2 separate regions of the Mus musculus genome follow, and region 2 is linked to region 1. A link is a contact called in public Hi-C data. All regions are on one chromosome and are shown on one strand. The core of a region is the stretch at or near the end of the contact, and the rest is flanking DNA. Distances in the headings are between cores, read along the strand shown. Region 1 has its middle 37 kb from the start of Gm42015. Region 2 has its middle 33 kb from the start of Gm7538.

Evidence for each region. A called contact is a pair of places that touch in the nucleus more often than the background predicts.
Region 2: a Hi-C map of uterus shows a contact between it and region 1, with 4 times the contacts expected there. The contact joins two enhancer-like sites. A contact is called at or near these places in 9 of 484 Hi-C or Micro-C datasets (the NIH/3T3 cell line, adipose-derived mesenchymal stem cells, cerebellar granule neurons and 4 more).

What each region holds. Positions count from the first base shown.
Region 1 is chr5:118,878,265-118,882,801 of GRCm38.p6, forward strand. No RefSeq gene overlaps it. Among named protein-coding and RNA genes, the nearest start is that of Gm42015, 37 kb to the left of the region's middle. Within about 2 kb of position 1,882, at least 33 of the 459 cell types and tissues checked have an H3K27ac peak or open chromatin away from gene starts, as enhancers often do. A contact at or near this core is called in uterus, where this site is marked.
Region 2 is chr5:119,165,115-119,169,689 of GRCm38.p6, forward strand. No RefSeq gene overlaps it. Among named protein-coding and RNA genes, the nearest start is that of Gm7538, 33 kb to the right of the region's middle. Within about 2 kb of position 2,832, at least 92 of the 459 cell types and tissues checked have an H3K27ac peak or open chromatin away from gene starts, as enhancers often do. A contact at or near this core is called in uterus, where this site is marked.

The DNA of each region.
Region 1 (4,537 bases), core at 632-3,131:
CAAAACAACAAACAAAAACAACACCCCCACCAACCCCCAAACCTCTTCATACTTCTGAGAAAGATAGTGGGGGGAACTCAATGAAGAACCAGTTTCCACTCGAAATGTTCGGATCCTGTCTCAGCCTCTTATACCTTGTGGACTAGAGACCAGGAGTGGCCTTGGAGGAGGAGGCCAAGGAGAACTTTCATTCAAGTTTTCAGTAGCTGAACCTGTAGCGAGGTTCTGTACCTTGCTCCTAATCAGAAGGGGCTAGTTCCAGAAAAAATAAAAAAACAAAACAAAACAAAAACAAAACAACAACAACAAAAAACCCGTGTGCTCTGGGAAAGGCTACTTTTATGGCTTGTTTTATTTTAGCGAGAATTTTACGTATTAAACGTTGAAATAAAATTCCGTCTACGTCTGTGTTTTGTATCTGCCTCAACTCGGGGCGGACACCCAGCTTCAAGGGAGAAGTAAAACGCCCGTTCAATAAGATGATGGGCTGGACGCTACAATGACGAGATGTTTCCCAGGCTCCTGACTTTCTTATAAACGGGGTTTTAGCTCAAGAACTAGAGAGGAAGGAATCTGATGAAGAAGCTGAGAACACCCGACGAATGTGGACCAAATCCCCCATGGTGGACCAATGGAGAGCTCAGAGTGATGGGTGGGTCCTAGAGAAGCCCAGGGAAAGGGGCTTCTAGAATCCACAGGGTTCGTGTGACTCAGCCAGCCCTTCCTCAGGATGTGCTGTGCTGTGGCAGCTGCAGACTCGAAAGGGGTAGATGCCACGTGCTCCCTATGGCTACCCAAACCCACACTTGGTGGACACACTTGCTGACAGGCATAAGCCCCCCCCCCCTTCCCCAATTCTTCTCCATCACCCTGACTGCCTAAGGTATTTGGCCAAAGTGAATTCGAAAGAAGGCACCGACTGAGACAGGTGATTTTCTGTTTTCTCTCCTCAGAGGACAGGCAAAATATTTACAGAGGAAAATTCCCATGCTTTCCCTTTGATTTTTAATGAGGTTAAAAAAAAAATCCCAGCTAAAGGGACGTAAGCTCCTTTGACTAAGCAGATAGGAGAGGCATTTATTAACTCAGTCCCAAATCTGCCTTCCCAAGCCGAGAGTCTCTTTTAGAAAAAAGCTTCCTCCTTTTTTTTTTCTAAAAGCAATCCTCCCTCTTTATTTATTTATTTTGGTCTTTGTTGTGTTATAGTCTCCTTCTCCCTCCCACCCAGAATCATAAATTTTCCTGCAAACCCGGGCACACACTGGTCTGGGGGTCTGTGTTAAGAGTGTGTAAAAAGCGAGTTCGTTATGATTTATTGATTAATACAATGCCACAATCATTATCACGGTAGTAGGAACAAGTGTGACAGTAATAAAAGCCGTTGTAAGCTGAGATCATCCCTCCCAGATGTTTGATGGAGACTTTAAATAGCTTTAAAAGAAAAGGAATAAAAGATTTTTTAAAAAGAGCCTTTATTCCTAAATGCGTATTCCCATAATAGAATAATGGGATATTAACGTACTTAAAAGCACAAGTTCCCACGCCTGAAGCTATACTCTCTCGGAGTTAAACTCCGAAAAGACTTTGAAATACGGGAACTTAGAGCCATGTGGGCTGGTGAGGGAGGCGCTGCTTATAAAATGGCCAGCAGATGGCGCTCCAACCACTGGTTAGGCCACAGATTTTATTTATTTATTATTATTATTTTAAAATTCTGTTCTTGGTCTTTCAGACTAGGGTGTGGACAGGCACTTTGGGTCTGATTTTGAATATTGAACAATGCCATCAAAAGGCATGGAGGACGAAGGCAGGAGTCAGGTCAAGGGGCTGTTCTGGGTGGGTGTCAGGCTGGCCAGATTTTGAGAACTTCAGTGGGACAAGAAAGGATGCTTTGTTTAGCTGTGGGTGGATTCTGGCCAGACTCCATTGAGCAGAAAACAAGGCAATGGTGCCCTCGGGTTTTCCAACTCCTTTTAGGCATTCAGGAAAGGAAAAAAAATTAGATCTTTGGTTGGTGTTGTAAGGACAACACTGTCACTACTCTGTGGTTGGAAGACATTTGGCTTTCTTCTCACCCCGCCCCCAGATCTAGCTCAAGGGAAAAGACGTGGGTGGAGGGAGAGACGGGAGAGAAGGCTGTGTCTGTCCGTGAGTCTGCGTGTCTGTGTGTCGGGTGGGGAGGGCACTTGACAGATGAATGTGGTAGTGGAGTGAAGTGTGTGTGTGTGTGGGGGGGGGGGGGGGAGACACTGAATGAACGCAGAGTCTTGTGGTCGGAGTCAAAACCTGGGTTGCAGGCCCCACCTCTCAGTGTGAGAGGCCACACCATGCTCTGGATGCCAGGATCTGGGGACAAAGGATAGGTCTAGAATGGATGCGACGGCATCCGAGGTTGAACCCGTCTGCGTCTTAAAGGGTAAGGGTGGGTTTGGCTGAAGAGCTCATGGAGAGAAGAATGAGAAGAGGGAATTTTTCCTTTTCCTGGAGCCTTCAAGGTCTTCATAACACAGCTCCCAAGTGAACTGGAATCTGGCCAATCAGAGCCGAGGAGGCAAACAACCAGGAAGTGAATGGCTATCGGGAACATTAGCAGAAACCAGGAGAGCTCAGGGGTCATCTCGAACGAGAGCTGAGATGTGTGTGTGTGTGTGTGTGTGTGTGTGTGTGTGTGTGTGTGTTTAAACCGGATAGAAAACTCTGTTTTAGCGTTTCCACCATTCTTATCTAGTCTAATCTAAGACTTCATTCATAAAATGAATCCCTGTCAACCCAGAGCCATTGCTAGCAGGCCCATTAGGATTCTACTTCTAGACAAGGACACTGAGTGTCGGGGTGGCCCCCAGTCAAATAGCTTCAAACGAAGCTAAAGCCGTTAACGCTGGGGAGAGAGCAAGCTTCAAGTCAGGGTTCTTCTGTTGGTGTGTTCAATGCACAGTTCCATTTTTCACCCTGGCTGATGGGGAACTGGCCCTGTCTCGAAGGCTGTGTGGGAGACTCACTGGGATCCCTTGCCTCAGCCTCCCAAGTGCTGGGATTAGAGTGAGCTGCCATATCTACTGGAGATTAGCGTATTTCAGGGTGATCTATAAGCATGCCTTTGGAGGAAGAAATAAAATGAAATAAAGCACTCTCTTGACTATTGGAGAGAAATCTTCTACTGTTCTTAGGACAGTGTCCTAGGGAGGAGAGACTTGAGACTCTGAGAAATACAAGCACAAAGTCACTGTTGGAAGAGGTGTCACTTGCATGTAGGGGTCAGAAGCCACTAACTCTTGCTATGAATTGATTTAAAAAAAAACAACAACAAAACTTTAATCTAATCTAAAAAAAATTACATCGAATGGTCGAGTGAGTGTGGCGGAGGGGCTGCCAAGGTGTGCGTGTGGTGATCGGAGGACAATGTGGGGGAGCCAGTTCTCTCCTTCCTTCACATGGGTCCCAGGGTTGAACTCAAGTCTTCAGGTATCCACTGAGCCATCTGGTCAACCTTGTCTATAAACTTGCCATCACACGCCCCTACAGCACCCTGAGAGAGCGGAGGTGAGCTGCCAGTGAAGTGAATAAAGGGCCCCCGAGAGGCCCAGCCTGCCAAGCTCACAGGGAAGATTGCTTTCCAGCCACACAACTACAAAAAGATCTCTCTGCTGCTCTCTCCTTCCACCTCCGTACACACCACCTCTAAGTCCTCCGGTCCGGGCCTTTGGCAATGAAGACAACCTGAGAGGAAAAGCCATGTCAGAGCGCCTGTCTTTCTCTCTTCTTGCTTGCAGCTTTCTCTGTGGGGCTGCATTCCAAGAAGCCTGTCCTGGAAGCCAGCTGAGCTGGTTTGGGCTCAGGACAGAGAGGATCTGCTACCGGAACTGTACCCAGGCCTGTTTGGCTAGAGTCGCCTTGTAGGTACAAGGCCCTCTCTTTGTTGGGACAACAGTCAGGGGTTCAGTCTTTTTTACATCCTGGGCTGACAGTGAGGAGTGCCTGTTGCTGGTATCCACCGCCACCCGACCATCTCATTCTGCAAAGTCCAACTTCCTCCCCCAGCCCCCACCCCATCCCGAGGCTCTGTTCTTCCGGCTTGTTCCCCTGCATACATGTGTCCTGTTACCTGCCCACTGTGTGCCAGCTGGGCAACAAAGGTGTTATTGCAAAGGTGTCTGTCCCTTCACAGGTGGTTATGGGAAGTCACTGAAGACTGTAGGGTGAGGGGCGGGCCCAGCTGACCCCAGCTGTGGCTCTGCAGATATGGAGACTTGGTGTGGATGGCATGCATGTTCAGGTGAGCATTCGTGTGTAAGAGCCTGCATGTGTGCACATGTGCCTGAGTATGCGACGTGTTGTGTGTGGTGACTAGCGAACAGCCTTAGAAGTCATGCCTCAGGCCCTCAACCATTCTAGTTTGACATAGATCTCTCACTGGCTTAGAGGCAATTGATTTTCACCCATAGTTTTAATATCGACATGATATTTTATGGAGCATACTGGGTAAAATAAAATATTGTCAACATTAATGCCACCTAACTTGGAGTGATGACAACACATG
Region 2 (4,575 bases), core at 1,582-4,081, 290 kb after region 1:
CCTCTGCCCTCTCTGTCCTGGGCTATATGGTGCTTGCTGTCCAGTCTCCCTCCAGAGCCCCTTACTAGCAGGGACTTGCTTAGGGACCCAGAGGATCAACCAGCACACAGGGGCGGCTCTTGGGGTAAATGTGAGTTGCAGATTTCCGAAATCTCTTCAGCTTTGTTTTCTCTCTTCTCCCACAGGTTATCACAAACAAATGCCTGGATTTGCTCTATGATGTTTCCACAGAAATCGAGAAGGGAAGTGGAGAGTCTTATAAAGACCTTGTATGAAACAGGCAGATATACACAGCATGGAATGTCCCAAAAAACAAGTCCTGATGGGTTGGGGAAGGAGGGAGCATAGTGGGGGCGGTCTGCAATAACTTTTCAAATCCTGGTACTCAAGCATCTCAGATAGGTCATACTCTTGCTTTCTTACCAAAAAATGTCTAAACTGTCTCCGGAATTGAAAGTCTACTCGTGGGCGACAGGTCAGTCCAGGGCCGCATAACTCAAAGGGACTTGGTTCCCAATGAGCTTCTGAAGTCTCCGAAATGAGCCTTCTGCCCTCATCTACCCTGACATATAGTTGAAGGATTGACTCATGAAGTGCAAAGGAGCAGAGGCCTGGGAATCAAAGTCCACTCCGGGGGTGGATCCCAACAGAGAAAAGAATTCTGTTTGGATGGTTAAAAGGAGAGATGTTTTACAGGGAGTTATTATTTACGGAGGTGTCAGTGGGTTGGAGAACTAGAAATAGATGAGACATTCAGGGACTTCTAATGACCCTCCCTGGAGCATGGAGATGCAGAGACGATGAGAGGAAGTGGAATTCCCAGGGTCCAGTGAGAACTTGATCATGGTCCTGGGTCATTGCCTACAAGAGGAGTAGACATGGTGGGCATAACCACCTCTGGAAAGAAGGTACAGAGACAGAGGCTGTGGAGGCATGGGTGCCCCAGAATTTCTCAGTCTTGACTTGTGACTCCCATTGGCCAAGCCCAAGTGAAACCCGATATCCAGGCAAGCACAAGTCACCTAAGTCTACAGGAACTGTGGCAAGGATGGAGCAGAGGGACACATTTTGGGTGATGGAGAGGGCAGAGTAGAAGGCACACATCTTCAGTCCGGGATAGCAAAGAATGGGACAATGAAACCTGCTTATTTGTTGAGAACAAGAAGTCAATGAGAACAAAATGTATAGGGTGATATTGATAGGCAGGATCACTATTAAAATTTCCTCATGTTTTGGAGAGGTGCCATCTTCTCCATTGGACTTTGGTTGGGAGGGTGTCTGGAGACAGGGAATGAAAAATGGGTCCTTGGACTTCTGTGTCCTCAAAGGTTTGCTGGGTGACGATGATGTTTCCCATGGTGCCAGCCTCCAAGGTGACTCTGGGTGATCCTATAGGGATGGGATGCACTTCACTTTCTCCCAGGGCTGGTTTGTAGGACCAATAGCATCCAGCAGAAGATACTTTTGGCAGAAGCCAAAAGAAGACACTCAAAAGAGTATCACTTTTGAGTTAGGCAACACAGTTACAGCAATGTCTCTCTCTTTCCCATCTTCTCTCCCTTTCTTCCTTCCTTTGTTCCCATCAAGATCTCCTTTCCTCTCCCCTCTCCTTCTCCTGTTTCTTCCCCTCCCTCCCTCCATCTCCCTCTTCCTCTTTCCCTCTCTATTGACCTATTGAAGCTGCTTTAGAAGAAGAAAGACCCACACAGAGAGTTGCTGGTTCTTCCCGACACCACCTCACAGAAAAGCTTGGAAATGGACTTATGCCCAGTTGAACCCTTCAATGAGATGGCTACACTCCTGATCATGTGAGCCAATGAGACAGAACCGCAGCGATGCTACTCCCACAGTCCTGACCAACAGAAGGTGTAAGATAACAGACATTCACAGTTTTAAATCACTCACTTTTGGACAGCTCCTGGTAGGAGCGTGGTATCAGAATCATTTGCATATTCATATAACTGAGGGTTATTAATATCCACTAGACACTTTTATTCCATGCTTATCACAGTTATACACAAAGCCAGAAGATCACCCTCTCTTAAATATGTGGCAATGTACTTTGACTGCCTCCCTGAGACTCAGTTTCTCCACTTTACAATAAATATGACAGCAGTGTCTATCAAGGGGTTGTCTGAGGACCGAATGGAATAAGATACTCCAAGTGCCAAGGATAGAGCCTGAAACACACTGACTGCTCAACAAATTCAGTTTCTATTAGTCAGGGAGAGAAAACGGCTGGCTTATAATGAAGATGTCTGTTGCAGTCGCAATGATCAGATACATGACTTAAAAACAGACGTTTATTTTGACTCGCGCTTCAGGGCATCCAGTCCACTGTCTCAGCAAGGCAAGTGCCTGGTTGCATGTCAGTAGCTGGTGGGGGTGCCAAGAGCTAGGCCAGGAAGCAGGTCTGGACCATAAACCTCTAGACCTATCCCTGTGCCCCTGTGGTGCCAGTTAGGCTCCGCCACCTCCCCCAAACAGCGCCGCTTACTGGGGACTGAGTGTTCAAACCCATGGACCCCCTGGGGGAATCTTCTCATGCAAACCCTGGCAAGGTATCTCAAGGAGACATAGGAGGAAAGTTCGCCATGGTCGGTCCCATGGTAGTTCGGCTGTTAGTTCCTTTGCTTGCTGAATAACAAGCCTGTTCCCAATGGCTGCCAAGCACAGGGAGGAACGCCCTCACCCCCACTCCCCGGCAGCCAGCATTCAGAAAGTCCTCCAGCCCAGCCACGAAGAATCGACTGTGTCCACCCGTGCCTCTCTGGCAGAAAAGAGAATCCCTGATTTTTCTGGACACGTTCTGTCGCTCTCTGGCTGCGTGCCCGGCTTTACTAAGCCGTTCCATTCTCTCATGACTCAGGGATGAGTGTGGGGGACTGAGTCATGGGAAGCTGGGTGGGGTGCGGGTGACCACGTGGTGTGGACCGTAAGTTATACAGGCTTGGGGGGGGGAGGGCTCACGGAAAACAGCGGCGTGCACCAGAGTGCAAAGAGAGCAGAGAAACCAAGCTCAGATGCAATTCCCTTTAGCTGGGGAAACTGGTGTTTTCCTATCACGGGGAGGGAGAGCTGAGTGAGAACTTGGTCTTTGAATTCCCGCCCTGATGCTCTTGTTACCTTTTAGGACAATCTCCCCCTAAAAGACACAGGGGGAGAGAGCGATGATTATGATATTTTCAAGTTTTAGCACCACCCCTAGGACCCGGTAGAAAGGAAATATCAGTGGGATGGGTGAGGACCTTGCTCTGCAGAGAGCAGTGCTTAACCCGTGGAAGGCCCTGGGTTTCACCAGTCAACTCCAAAACAAAATCCAAACAAAAAAACCACAAGGAAAACGAGTCAAGATCCTTCTCAAGCATCGAAAAATTATAAACAGGACAGAACAGAATTGTCAAGGGCAGAGTAGGTAGGGCCTTTTTTCATTTCATGTCTGTTATAGCGCACATTTTCAAAATTAGCACCCAGAAGAGCGTAGATGTTTTGATCCACGCTGCTTGTAATTGGGGTAGAACTCGGACTACAAGATCCATTATTGACCAAACTACAAGATCGCTCATCCGTTATTGACCAATGGAGATTTGATTCTGAAACTACCAGAAGAGGAGTACTCAGTAATGAGGCACAACCACAGGCCAGAATCCCAGTCCACACAGAAATGCAAATGACATCCGATTAATGAACCATCAAGTCCTGATACAATAAGAATCACACAGCCTAATTTTGTTTCAAATAATCTTCGATGAATATGTATGAATATAAGAACTCTAGATATCTGGAAAGTCACACACACACCACCATAATGTCAACAGTCCCAAGAGGTGGCCTAGCTTCGGAAGCAATTAGAACCAAAGTGGATTTGATGTAAAAATAAATCTGTAAAAGTCTATAGCGTTTGGGACGGCAATATGGCTCAGCAGCTAAAGGTGCTTGCCACCAAGTCTGATGTCCTGAGTTCAATCCCTAGGACCCACACGGTGGAAGCAGAGAACCAGAACTGGCTCTTACAAGTTGTTCTCTGATCTCTGCATATGTACAGTGCCATGCACACACACACACACACACACACACACACACACACACACACACACTCGCGTGCGCAAAAACATCCCATAGTATTCTTACAAGCATGTTTATACCTAGTGGATCTTTACTTTTTTATCAGGCAATCTAAATATTAGAGATGAAAATCAAGGCGCCCTGAGTGCTTTGGGTTTCTTGGCAAAATAAGCAAGCCAGGGGCTGCTAGCTAGTTAAGAGGAAGGGAACAGGGAATCACAGAGCAAGTGAGCAGTGGAAGCCAGAACCTGAAAGAATGGCGTGTGCAGCTGTGTGGGAAATGAAACTTCACATGCATCGTGCTTTCGGTGGGCGCGGGGGTGGAGAGTGACAGGTGCACAAGGCTCACTGTCCTGTTACCAACACTGTGTGTTCAACCATCACTGGATGCTCAGCCTTGCCCTGCCCTTTTCTTCTCTTTGGCCGTCACCTCTTTTCAAACAAGAATGCAACCATTTAAGCTCCTGTATCAACCCCTGCTTTCCCTTCTCACTCCTTGCCTCTCTGTCC